Linked DNA regions of Danio rerio: region 2 is linked to region 1. Evidence: chromatin contacts called from public Micro-C data. All regions are on one chromosome and are shown on one strand. Each heading gives the region's core, a stretch centred on a gene start, on an enhancer-like site or on the middle of the called end of the contact. The rest is flanking DNA. Distances are from core to core; before and after follow the strand shown.

Evidence for each region. Hi-C and Micro-C count contacts between places; a contact is called where the count stands out from the background.
Region 2: a contact with region 1 is called in a Micro-C map of caudal fin, with 2.3 times the contacts expected there. The contact joins the promoter of acer1 here to the enhancer-like site in region 1. A contact is called at or near these places in 9 of 18 Hi-C or Micro-C datasets (caudal fin, embryo, gastrula embryo and 2 more) and 1 of 4 datasets of contacts at active chromatin or transcription factors (caudal fin).

The regions. Positions count from the first base shown.
Region 1 is chr8:22,064,460-22,071,597 of GRCz12tu, reverse strand. It overlaps mllt1a (MLLT1 super elongation complex subunit a), which reads left to right. Exons shown (of 12, transcript XM_688768.10): 10 at 2,881-2,949; 11 at 4,654-4,725; 12 at 4,807-7,138. The coding sequence ends at 4,935. Among named protein-coding and RNA genes, the nearest start is that of mllt1a, 32 kb to the left of the region's middle. Within about 2 kb of position 2,622, at least 2 of the 62 cell types and tissues checked have an H3K27ac peak or open chromatin away from gene starts, as enhancers often do. A contact at or near this core is called in caudal fin, where this site is marked.
Region 2 is chr8:22,112,345-22,119,482 of GRCz12tu, reverse strand. It overlaps acer1 (alkaline ceramidase 1), which reads left to right and starts at 3,860. Exons shown (of 7, transcript NM_001017603.2): 1 at 3,860-4,172; 2 at 6,666-6,787. The coding sequence starts at 6,695.

The DNA of each region.
Region 1 (7,138 bases), core at 1,373-3,872:
ATATAAAATAAAAATAATAATAAAAATAATTAAAAAATAAAAGGAAAAAAAGGAGGGGGGCGCAATTGGGAGATGTCTCGTATACTAATTGTGTATGTAATGTAGCTGTTTATTAAATCTATGTTGTATGTTTAAATTTCTCATGTATAATTGTTAGAATTGGGTTCCTTCTCGCTTCAAATATATTCATCTGGAGTCTAAGGCAATAAGTTATTCTTTCCATTTCATAAATTACTCTATTTTTTTTTTTTTATCCATTGTTCATACGTAGGTGGATCTGATCTGAGCCAGTTAAACGTTATACATTTTAGTGCTGCAGAGAGCAATATTTGAAATAAATAAATAGTTCTTCGTTCCCCCATGCTCTCTGGCACTATACCTAGGACTGTCACAGTTGGATCAAAGGGAATATCAATACTAAATATGTCTCCAAGTACCTTATACATATCATTCCAAATTTGCTGCAGTTTTGGGCAATACCAAAAGATATGAGACTGGTTCCCTAAAAGATCATCACATTCTCTCCAGCATCTATTAGATGAGCCTATTCTTGTCTTTGCTACAGTTTGACTCTAAGGGCTTTTGAGCATATATCAATCTTGTGTAATCTCTACCTGCATTTCAGCCTACCATCTTTCTTTATTTGCAAAAGGATAGCAGACTTTTATATAGTTTAGAAATAATTAGCTTGCCAGTAGTCCCTATCTGTATTTTCAGTATTAACTTCTACATTTGATTTGGATTGATGATATTCTCCCATTCTTTATGTTTTGTTAGATAATCTCTTATTAGTAAATATCTGTAGAAATCTGTTCTTGGTAATTGGAATTCTTCTTCTAATTGTTCGAATGATTTTAAATTGTTTTTGTCGATAAACTGATATATGAAATTTAGTCCATTATTTGATCATTTTTTAAATCCAATATCTAATACTGATGGTATGAATGCATTTAATATACTTATACTAGATAATGGGGAAATTGAATGATTGATTTAAAATTTGCATAATATTTGATTGCACAATGTATAGTTATTTGCTTAAGTTTTGCTGAATTTAATCTATTAGGATGCTGTGCCTTTATGAATTTGATAAAATCCTCCTAGTGTTGACATCACACTGCTTTGTTTACTACAGTAAACAGAGAAACATCATTATTCATGCTGTTTTATAGGTGGCTTCTACTGGATTTAGCATATTTATTTATTATATAAATGTTCTAGTTAAGGACTATTTTCTTACAATCAGAATTTAGTAAATATACTGCAAGTTAAAATGTTGCCAATGTTAAAATGTCTTAAAATGTATAGAAAAATTGTTTAAAAATAGGTCTTAAAATATATTGAATTTCACTCTGAATCTTGTATCTACCGTTTTACCGCATTTTAAAATATACTAACAATCCTCATCCATACTGGCATTTCCACTATGCTTAGGAAAACACACTATATAACCAAAAAAGAAATGCCATAAGCTAAAAATATGTGTATGTATTTGCTATATGTAACTCTTAACCATGATGTAAAATGCTATAAGTTACTTGGAAAAAAGTTAGTAAACCCAATGCCCTAAAAGTGACTAGTTGACTCAACAGAAAACGTGAGTAAACCTGTTGTAACTTAAAACTGTTAAACCATAGTTCTCCTAAAAATGAAAATGACCCGATAATTTACTTGCCCTCAAGCCATCCTTGATGTATATGACTTTTTTTTCTCCGTCAGACAAACACAGTCAGAGTAGTTTCAAGTTTTCCTATTTGATAGTGGCTTTTATCTCGCAGCTTTCAGAAAAACTTTGTTGTAAAAATAATCCACATGCCAACAGGGGGTTAACAAGTGTTATGAAGCGGATTAACGTGTTTTTGTAAAATTTAATTCGTAATTTTAAAATAATAAACTCCAATTACTAAATTCCTGTGAATGCACGTTATGCATGACTGACAAGTACAATGTGTGTTGCGTGACATAAATTGGGTAGACACATGTACGCAGAATTGATGTTTTATGTGCATGGAAGGCACAATCACTGTTATTAATTATTACGTGGAAACAACTTACTGTAAAATCTTTGGCCATACATAAAAAAGGCTTCATTTTTAACGTAATGTAAAGTAATGGCTTTACTTTTATATGAAACTCAGAAAATAAAACATGTATACTGTATATTTTAAAATAAAGAAAACTCTTCAGGATGTGCTTTGTCATCTTAAGTTCTTAACTTCGTGACTCAAATGAAACCAAACTCAACCAGACGTAATGATCACAGGCTTGATGAATCAGGGAAAGAGACACTATGATTCAGAAGAGCCAATCAGGGAGTGAATGTGTGGAGCCAAGCTTTCATTTTCAAAAGTCTTTGTTTTGATTGGTCCACACTGAAACACATCTCTGCAGAGTTTTCAAAATATAACTAAGTCTTATTTTTGAGGGTTGAAATCTCTGGAGTACAGTGAATGCCAGAGGAAACCATAGCAGAAGTGTTCAAATGAAAATGCACTGATGTAAATGTTGCCTCTGAGTGTGGCAGCTTCTAGTTAAACCTTGACAGTCATCCAACCGGTGTGTTTATTCATTCAGTCATGCCGATCATTCAGTTCACAGCACACACTCACACTTGATGGACCATGGGCATTAGTTCTTGGATTGCGCTATACTCTGTGTTGAAATGAGGCGGTGACGTGCAGCTTTTGATCCAGTGAATGTGAAATGTTGTTGAACCGGCATTCAGCAACAGTTCTGGCACTGCTCCACTATTACTGGAAGAACACTGCTGTATATTAGTCTTTTAATTACTCTTTTAAACAATCCATCTGATTTATTCTTATTCATTTTTCCATCTTGTTTTTTTCTTTCTCCATTTTTCTTTCTCTATCTGGCATGCAGGTGTCGGGCAGAAAGAGTCCAGATCCTTGTTTACGTCAAGAGAAGGTGCTGAAGAAGGGATACGACAAGGTAGGAAGGGTAAATCAACCTTTTATTTTTCCACCTCTCACATCCATTAGCTATTTCTGATTCTTCTACTCAACCCAACTGAAAGTCTGTTCCAAACTTCCTTGCTGTCTGCTGCCTGCATAGGTGCACTGGCTGATTTGACTGATTGAGTAATTGTCAAACTCCATGGTGCATACCTTGCACATAGCAGACTCTGTGAGCATTTATACTTCTATCTGTGTTGTACTGCGGTAACAGGTCTGAAGTGCTAGCTGGCAGTGGGGTTTCTATGTTTCACTGAGTAAAGTTTATTTCTTGGTGTTTATAGATAATACCGAAGTGCTTGTGATGCAAAATGCACAAACTTGCTCTCTTTCAAGACAAAAAGAGGTGTGAACTGTCAAACATTTAACAACTTTAATGATCAAAATAAACACAAAAGTATCGATCTGGAGCTCCTCTCATCTTGTTTTGTGGTGACATATGGAATACGTTTCCAAGTTAATTTCTGGGTCCAAGCCGCTACTCACTTGACTTGAGAAAATATTTGTTTAGGACTACTTTTTAGTCAGATCACACGTTAAAAGCCCCTGCACACCGAGACGTTTTTTGCTTGCGTTTTCCGTCGACGTTTTAAAAAAATCCCTCATGTCCGTTTTTTGGTTTTGATAAACCGCATCAAAACCTTCTCCACCAATCAGATTGGCACTTTTGCTCACGTGCACAGAGCTGCTGAAGTTACGGTAAACAGCACTTGTAGGGGCTCACGCGCAAAACTGGGCATCTTGTCCAAAGTGTGCTCACATTGACAGAGACGATATGAACGTGAAGCAGCTTATTGTACTGGTAAACAATAATCATTTCTTTATCGCTAGAGCTGCTACTTGAACCATCCAAAACAACAAGGCTGTCAACTTTGTCTTCTTTTGTGAAACAAGTGGGTGTCAGAAGCGCTTGGACCTAGAAGCTGTTTTGCATGATGTCAGACTATGAACGGAAATTTGCACCAACTGTCGAACGTTTAACAACTTTAATAATAAAATAAACACACGTATTTATCTGGACCTCTTATTTGCTTGTTGAGTTGTGACTTATGGAATACTGTTTCCGGGTCCAAGCTGCTACTCATTTGAATTAATTGAAAATTTGTTTCTGACCACTTTTTAGTCATTTCACTCTTGGATTTTTAGTGGATTTCTTATACAGTCATTGTATCCACAATGGTGTCTCTGGACTTGCTGCATCTAATATTTGAACCATCTATAAAAAATGGCCATCTGATATTAGACATTTATTTTTGACTCACTTTGCTCTCATTGCTCTCGGTCCCGCACACACTCGTCACTGCTGACAAGCCGAGTATAAATTGGCCTTAAGGGAAAACTTTTGGTTTTAGTAATTTTTCTGTTAGCACATTTTTAAGTTTATGCTAAAACAAATTCAAATAAACAAATATTAAGGGGAAAAATGTATGTCATTTTAGTTTGATTTACTTTTTAAATACATGTGATATAATCAGTAATAATAATAATAATGGTTGTATTTTATGGAATCTCCAAATGTTTGTAGATGCACAAAGCATAACATCACACAAATAGTAGCTTATGAAGCTGTTTTCCATCAAATTTCTTAAAACAAGTGATTTTCACAGTTGTAGTTTTGATACAGTCGTGTACGTGTCCGTATAACCTTTGTTCCTGACATGTTTCTCTCGTTTGGTTTCAGGCGTACACAGACGAGCTTGTAGACCTTCATCGCAGGCTAATGGCTTTACGAGAGCGTAACGTTCTTCAGCAGGTGGGTGTTTGGTGTACAAATGAAAACAGCTTTTGTGTTTGAGTAAACGCTCTGAAACAATCGTCTGTCTGTCGCCTGCAGATCGTCAACCTCATCGAGGAGACCGGCCACTTCAACGTCACCAACACAACTTTTGACTTTGATCTTTTCTCACTGGACGAGTCGACCGTCCGAAAACTACAGAGCTACCTGGAGGCCACCACCACATGACAGGACGTCCCGACCAGGCTGCCCTTTTTTTTCCTGTAAATGAAAAGGAGTGAAATCGACAGTATTTTGAGGAGGACGTGCGGCTGGCTATGTGACGTCTGGACTGCAAACCAACACTACAACACATAAACTCTCTCTCCTCCTCAACATCCTGTTCTCTTCGTAACGGGGCCAGAACTGCATCTTTGAATCAGCCGGAAAACAAAACAGAAGCGTCTCTCTGTAGCCATAACGCACTGATGCATCAAGGGTTGCGACTTTTATATTTTATTTTTCTACCAATGTTTTTTCAAGGTATTTTTGATTGATTGTGACCGGAGAAAAAAAAGGAAGCCCCGCACGCCATGAATGTATCGCTTTTTATCCTCTAGGGCTAGTCTTAGTGCCTTTTTCACACTTCATCTCATTCGTGCTCCTAGGAACTACAGCAGTGTTATCTTTCACTCCCACTTTCTGTAAGCAAGGGACGTTCCCCTGTTCGTTCGCCAGTTATGTATCAATCCTCATTTATGTGTTTGCCTAACGGGCCTTAGAACTTAAATGTTGTGCATTGCTAGTGCAGCTTGTGAAAGTATTTGGAAAAAACGTGTTGATCTCTGTGTTTTCTGTCATCATATCTGGTTCGGCTAAGCAGGAGAGGTGAAGGAAAAGGAGAAGGCGAGCTCTTTCTTCTCGGCGGTCTGTAGATTCACTGTGCTTCTGACTCTCTTTTTCTCAGAGCGGCGTCAGTCTGCTTCAACTCTGCGCCCCGTCTGTCCATTCGTATGCTAATAGCTTTAAGAGGCTCCGTGGCCTGAGCTGCAGACCACATGCCCTTAACTTCACCCTGCCCGCAGTCTGGGAGCGAGTGTTCAATCTCCAAACGATTCGTCTGAATCCTAGCGAACAAAAAGGTTTGTGCTGGTGTGCGGTTTTTCATTGGTAGAATGATTGAGTGTTGTGTTGGTGAACTCTGAACTCCTAGCTGGCTCTTGGTTTCTGAACTTTAACCTATGACCGAATGGGGATTCGGGTCAGCTTGTCATCTAAGGGGGTGGGGCTTGTGGCTGAGGGGGTGGAGTTGGGCGAACTTGAATGGCAGCTCTGAAAAGACACCCCACTGAGCACACACACACACACACACACACACACGGTTTTTTAATATTATTTGAGGGGTTTATTTTTTATTTATGTACCTCTGCACTTTTGGCTTTGTTGACTCAAGTACTTAATTCTCTAAACTGTATTTTAAAGAATTTTATACAATACTTACATGCAATATATTAATTTGTCTTTTTTTGTGTCAAGAATTGCCAGATTTTTTTGTTTTTTTTTCTCTGTATCAGCACATTATATCATAAATGACTGTAAACATGACCTTGAGAACTTGAAACTGTTACTTCAGCCCAATTCATGGCAGGGTGTGTTTGTACAGGTATGGAAAAGAGTAAGAGACTAGTTGACAGTTCTCAGTTTCTCTTGATTTATTCGGTGTGGCTAAAGGTAAAATGTTAACATTTGTTTCATTCTGTAAAGGTGTGATCAAATTTCTCCAGAATAAAAATATTGTCATTTAGAGCAGTGTTTCTCAACCACGTTCCTGGAGGACCACCAGAACATTTTCTATTTCTCACACACCTGATTCATATCATTAGCTCATTAGCATTAGAGACTGAAAGCGTTGTTATGGGTGTGACAAAGGAGATATCTAAAACGTGCAGTGTTGGTGGTCCTCCATGAACGTGGTTGAGAAGCACTGATTTAGAGCATGTTTCTTCCAGAAAATGGCAATTTGTTAGAATAACAAATGCTTTATTGGGCTATTCCACCAAATATTGATCTCATAATGGTTCTCAAGTTAAAACATTGATAATTTTTGTTTAAAAAATATTATAAACATCCTTGATATAAAAATATGCCACATTTTTTGCTTTAACTAGTTGTCATTTTATTTAAACAACATCAAAACAAATGCTCTAAAACAGTTTATTTATTAATATTCGGAAGAAATGTCAGAAATAAATTAAGGAAAGCTGAGAGTTTTCAAGTGTTCTTTCTTTTTCCCCAAAGCTGTAACGTTAGAGTTGAATTTCTGCATCAAGCATCTGTTTAGTTGCAGTCTCGTTATAATCATTCACTACAAAAGGAGGACTGCAAATCTGTGAAACAAACAATTTGTTGTTTGTAAGGTGTTTGATTTAAATCAAGCTTGCTGGTCTTATTG
Region 2 (7,138 bases), core at 2,611-5,110, 47 kb before region 1:
AAAAGTATTGTCGTTGTTTCCAGTTGTAAGAACAACAAATTTTGTAGAAGGCAGATTTTTCTGATGAATCATCTGTTGAACTGCATCCCAATCATCACAAATACTGCAGAAGACCTATTGGAACCCACATAGACCCAAGATTCTCACAGAAAACAGTCAAGTTTGGTAAAGGAAAAATCATGGTTTGGGGTTACATTCAGTATGGGGGCATGCGAGAGGCAACATCAACAGCCTGAGGTATCAAAACATTTGTGCTGCCCATTAAATTACAAACAACAGGAGAGGGCAAAATCTTCTGCAGGATAGTGCTCCTTCTCATACTTCAGCCTCCACATCAAACCTCAGGAGAAGCAAAGAATGTCAAGGTGCTCCAGGATTGGCCAGCCCAGTCACAAGAAATTAACGTTATTGAGTATGTCTGGGGTACAATGAAGGAGGAGGGATTGAAGATGAATCAAAAGAATCTTGATGAACTCTGGGAGTCCTGCAAGAAAGCTTTCTTTGCCATTCCAGATGACTTTAGATGAAGTTATTTTAGTCAATCCAGAGATGAATGAATGCAGTCGTCCAAGCTCATTAGACAGTACACAATATTAATTCTTTTTCCTCTGCAGCATTACTTTATATTCTATACTGTACATTATTTCTGTTAAGTGACAAGACCTTTGTCTAAGCAAAGTCAGACTTCACTGTCCTAATGAAATAGTTAAATCAAGGCATGATCATATTTTATTTTGGTAAAATAAGCGTAATCTATAGGACTTTGCCTTTCATATAAGCAATTTCTAATACCAAATGATCAACTAGAAGTCAAGTTATTATTTGTTGTTTCTAAAACTTGGATAGGCAACAAGACTTTTGTCAGGAAGTGTTTGTAAGCAAAAGCAACATTTCTGCATTTTTTGTTCAATTTATATTCTTTTCTGTGTAAAAAATATAAATTGATGTCTGTGATAACAGTACTAAAACATCATTTGAAAAAAGAAAAGTGACGAGAAATGTGTTCTTGACAGTCTGGATTTCAAGTTTTCTGTTGTATATTGTCTCATAAGTACTGTATGCACAAAATATGGAAATATGTGTAATACATCATTTACAATGTGCAAATAATGAACTATAAATGAATATTGTTCCTTATCAGATCAAGTTCACTCTGATCAAGCTTTGTTGATATTGAAGATCATGATCAAGTACGAATGTGTATTGGAAGTATGTAGTTATTTCCTCCAGGCTGTGAAAACTTCGCTTTGCCTCTTGGCCAGAAAACCCGTTGTTCCAGCAATTTGGAGTCCAGCCTAAATAACTTCACCATGTAGGAAACACGATTTTTCTGTCTTCCGTTTCCCCTCTTTTCTGTTTCTGTACATGCTTTTAATGTGATGTTTGGATTGGATTTGAATCAGAATAGAGGTGATTAACCAGTATTACATAAAGGCGAACTGCAGAAACGGCTGGGAGGACTGGTTGAGCAGGTGAGTTCAGACTGAAATTCATCTGAACAGGTGCACAGAGACACTACAACACCAGCGAATATGAGAGTCAGTCCTCATTTTCCTTGCTAAACATTTATGCAAAGTCCAGCATGTTGCTGAGTGTGAAAACAAATACAGATTTAAACCCGGTGTTTGCATCTGAGCTTTTTGAGGAATAACCACAGCAGGTTTAATGCTAATCTGCCTTCAAATGTTTGTACTGTACAATGTATGTTTCCCTGCCGGTCTTTGTGTCTTTTACTGGCCAACTTAAATTACCCATAGTAACCGGTAAACAAAATACCTGTCAGTTGTTGTTGTTACTGTTCTACACTGCTGTAGAGCTTCAAGATCATTTTGTCATATTTTTAAACATGATTTCATATGTCATGTTCAAGTTGATTAGTGTGTTTGTCAGGTTAAATCAAATTCAATGTGTTTGTAGTACATTTTAGCATATATTAAAATAATATATTATGAAATTTACTACTAACAAAGCATGTTTTGCACTAAATACCCGAAAATATACACAAAAAGGTGTCATGTTTTCAGATGTTTTTATTTATTTCCAGGCAACACAAAGCCAATGACTTGAGATGTGTAAAGAAATCAGTTTATAAATCAGATTTTCTGTTCCACAGATGAAAACATTGCCATATTAGTTTGAGGAAAAAGCAAAAAGATGTAAATGACATCAATGTTATTTGAAATGTTCAAACAATGTTATCAGAGCTATATAGGAAAAAGGCTGTGTTTATATGAATGGTGAGGACCTGAAGTCAGGTTTAAAACAAACAAAAAACGAAACAAATAAATGTGAATTGTTAAATTAATTATTAAGGAACGATATAAAGAATTCAGATGCAAAGTCCTCCAAGTGCCATCTGGCATTTTCTTTTGAACTGGGGATAGTTAACTCAAAAAATGAAATCTACTCTCTAGTCTTCCTCAAGTGCTTTCAAATCTTTAAGTTTCTTTATTCAGTTGAACGCTAAAGACATTTTGAAGAAAGCTGAAAGAAAGCAGACTTCCTCAGAAAGAAAGACAAATACTATGGAAGTCTATGGTTACAGGTTTCCAGCGTCCATCAAAACACCATTCAACAGAAAAAAGAAAGACAAACAGGTTTTGAAGTGAAGGACAAGTTGGTGAAATTATGGCAATGAAAATACTGTATTTATCAGGATAAGGATTATTAGCACTACAAAGTGCCTTTGAGAGTTTTAGAGAGTTTTGTTTATTTAATTGATTAAACAATTAATTGTTACTCAATTCATATTTGTTGAATTTAATTTATAAAATTGCTTGTAATCTGTTACCTCAATTTTATTGAGTAGATAGAGGGTATTATTTATTACAGTGTGCACACTGTGTGCACATCAGATGTTTTAACCACCTCTAAAGAAAGGCAAAATGGGCATGGGGATGCCAATGAGTAAATAAGGGGGCATTTACCACATCATGACAGGGTGGAAAGCAATTTCAAGAACACATGCAAAATGATTAATAATATTATGAAAACAAAACATAAAAGTTATCAAAATGACATATCTGATCAAATAACTTGTTAGAAACAATAAGAAGATTTAAAAATCTTTTTAATTTGATCTAATTTACCTACTTTTTAGACTCACTGAAGTTGGCTGTTCAGTGTGGGACATGACAAAGTCACATCCATTTAATGAAAGAATATGGCAAAAATGGACAAAAACATATTTCAAAACACTTATAATTTTACCTGCATGTGTGTGAGTATGAAACTAGATCAGTCTCAAAAATAATACATTTATAAAATACAATTCATACATCCACAGCACAATTCACATTAACAAAATCCAGTTTGTCAGTTCAAAACACAATTCGTAAATACACAACTTTGTAAATGTGAATTGTGCTGTGGATATAGGCTATGAATTGTCTTTCTTTAATGTGTTATTTTTGAGACTGATCTAGTTCCATATGTAAAGGCTTAACCAATTATATTAAAACATCAGAATTTAATTATTTCACATTATGTTAATATGATTGATTCAATCTTTATGACTGATTTCTGCACTTTATGGTGATAATGACCCATAAAAGTAAAGATTACTGAACCGGAGCTTAAGAAAATGCTTATTTTGGAAGAAAATGTCAGATGGTAGAGGATTTTGCATCTTAACAATTGATAACCCACCTTTATACAATGTTGTAAACCTAAATAAATAAATAAATGCTATTAAAATGTTTGATTTTCGAAAAAATAATTTCCCAGTTCTGAGAACAGCTGGGGAAAATATGGCTATGGTCAATATTTATGTAAGAGGTGCTGTAAAGCCCACACTTTCCATTTGAAGTGGTTTCATTTTAGCGAATGCATTAAATAGAGAAATTGTAGGTAAATGTCGCGGTTAATGGGCCGAATGGCGTCAGAGAGTCGACAGGTGAGCTGCAGGTAAACTTGACCTCAGCTTGTTAAACCTGTGCCGCGGCTCGTGCCAGCCGTTCACATGTAAAACCGCATGATTCTGGTCTGTCCGCATAGCAAGCTGACAGCAAGATACAGTGGCTCAATTGAGAAATGCCACCGTTCGCTCGGTTTCACCTGAACCCTCCACAGGTGATGTCAGAGACCGGGACCCGAGTAACAGGATCGGGGACATTTCTCCTCTACTTAAACCTGACACATGGAGCGCTCGGCGGTGGATGCGTTTTCCAGAGGTAAGAGAAGGTCTACTGCTTTTTATCCTTTGGCTGTTATCGACTAGAGAGCGTTTATATAAGACAGTTATGTTAATCGTTAGCGCTTATGGTAGTGTTTGTTTGCTTTCCCTGTAAGTCTGTGCTGTGCTCCCCTACCAATTAATTCATTATCCAGAGGATTCACTTTTCCCAGCTCAATGATGCGTGCTCTGCGGGGTAATGATAGGCCCACAGAGCGGATACAGCGCTAAATGTGTGGTGGTTATTTGATCTTGCTGGGTTTGTGATATTGTATCTACAATGTGTGATTGAAAGAGTATTGATTTAAAACAACCACGTGATCTTTATGACAGTTAGTAGTTTAGTACACTACTGTCAGCTGGATATTTATATATTTTTTATTGAAACGTACTGCACTATATGGCACACACAATCAGTGTGCGAATTATATATATATATATATATATATATATATATATATATATATATATATATATATATATATATATATATATATATATACATATATATATATATATATATATATATATATATATATATATATACATATATATATATATATATATATACATATATATATATATATATATATATATATATATATATATATATATATATATATATATATATATATATATATATATTGATGGGGGGTTAAACTTATTCAGTAGTAGTTTCTTTTTTTAGGCTACATGCAGATATAAACACCAATTTTACAAGAAATGTGTTTTGTGAATACATATTACTTAGGCTACATGTTTTGATGTGCTTCAGCGGGATCAAGCATTAATTAAGGGGGTCAATCGACCCAACCCCCCTGTAATTCGCACCTTGCACACAATCACTATGAAAACCTCATGAGATCATAAAGATGACTTTGTGGTGAAAATGGAAACAATAACCGTCACCAAAAGTAACTTTGTTGCACTGTCAAGCAATTGCTGGTAAAGAGGTAAAGAGAACCTTTCAGAAGCGTTCAATTTCAATTCAAAACGATTTTGAATCCTTTAGCGAGTCGATTTTTTTTTTCTTGAAATAATTTGTTCTCTTATTCCTTTGACGGTAGATGACGACAAATGTGTGTTGTTTGATACTAAATCATTTGCTTACTGAAACGCCTTTTCATGCCTGAAATGCCACTCATGCAATTTCTTTATAATATTTTTCTCTGCTGTCCTTCCATTCACACTGACACCAATAACAGAAACAAAGATTTTTAAAAAGCTGCTCTGGTGGAAGTGAGTGTAGATTTACATTTTTTTTACAATATAGAAAACATTCTGTAGAGTGCCCTTTGAAAACATGTATGACTTATAGCACGGTGCTCAGCAAACCATTCAGCAGGATTTTACACTTCTTTTTTTATGCAGAAATGAATGAACCTCCCTTTAGAGATGATATAAGACATGTATTTTGTTAAAAAATATAATGAATAAAAACTTTTATTTCTGCATTTTTAAAATCATTTTAAAGAGATAGTTTAACCAAAACTGAATATACTCATTCATTTATTTACTTTTTTGTGTCACAAAAGAAGTTACTTTGAAGAACGCTGGAAACCAGTAACCATTCTCTTCCATAGTATTTTATTTTCTACTAATGAAGTCAACAGTTACAGGTTTTCAGCTTTCTTTAAAACATATTTATTAGTGTTTAATGGAAATTAGGTGACATGGTGGCATAATGAATAGCGCTCGCAGCAAGAAGGTCGCTGGTTTGAGTTCCAGCTGGGCCAGTTGACTTTTCACTGTGGAGTTTGCATGTTGACGTGGGTTTTCTCCAGGTGCTCTGGTTTCCCTCATAGTCCAAAGACATGTGCTGAAGGTGAATTGAATAAGTTAAATTGGCCGTAGTGTATGTGTGTTTGTCCTGGACCTTCAGATTTGGGGGTTGAGCGTTGGGCTAACAACCCACTACATATAAACTGGATGTTAAGAAACACCAACATTGCAGCTAAATATCCACTTTGATATAAATGGCCCTGCAGTGTTTAACAGAAGGAATAAACTCATAAAGGTTTGAAAGCACTTGAGGGTGAGTACATAGTGAGTAAATGTTCATTTTGATGTGAACTGTCCCAGAGATCAAATGTCTGTCTAGCACATAAACTTCTTTTAAGCACTGAACTGGAATGCAGTAAATTAGCTTGACCGACTTGAACTCTGTAAAGAAACAAATACTTGATCATATGAATTCCACCTACAAAAACATGCCATAAAGTGTTAAAAGTCACCACACCTTAAGCTGTAAACACACAGACAGAAAAGACTGGATTATCCTTTAATAAGATTTGAGTGCCTCCACATCTACTAGCGACTCCAGAAAGGTAGAGATTTGCTTTTGTTCGGTAGCTCCATTGTGTCACAATAGAGTCCGGAACAGTCCTCTGTGTAAAGACAACAAGCTTTGGCACCATGGCAAGGGTTTTGTTTCTCAACACAGAGATGTATTTTTGACATATCATTATAAAACACTCTCTCCCTTTCTCAGGTATCCCCTCATTTCCATCCTTTGTCAAAATGGCAGGCGTGTTTTCCTACGAGAGCTCTGAGGTGGACTGGTGTGAGGACAACTATAAACATTCGGAGAATGTTGTGGAATATTTCAACACGGTATGAGCATGTTAACACAAATCTTTTTACACTCCAGCACAGTTTCAATCCAGCAGCTATAATACCAGAGGAATCCCATTCAAGGCCATGCTAACTATGCTAATTGCTGCAGTCTCCATGTCATAATGCTAAAAGTGCCATGGTTTCATCCAGAAACTACACCCACATTAATGAGACTGACTCAGCAACGTTACACCTATCCATCTGCACAATAAGCACCAATTCAGCCCAATCAGGTTTTACTCATAGTCCTACCTCATTCAAAAAGCCAATACAAAATGGGCAGAAGTCAATATGGTTGCTATAATATCAAATGTTGTTGAGTGTTTGATTCACATTTTTTTTCACTTC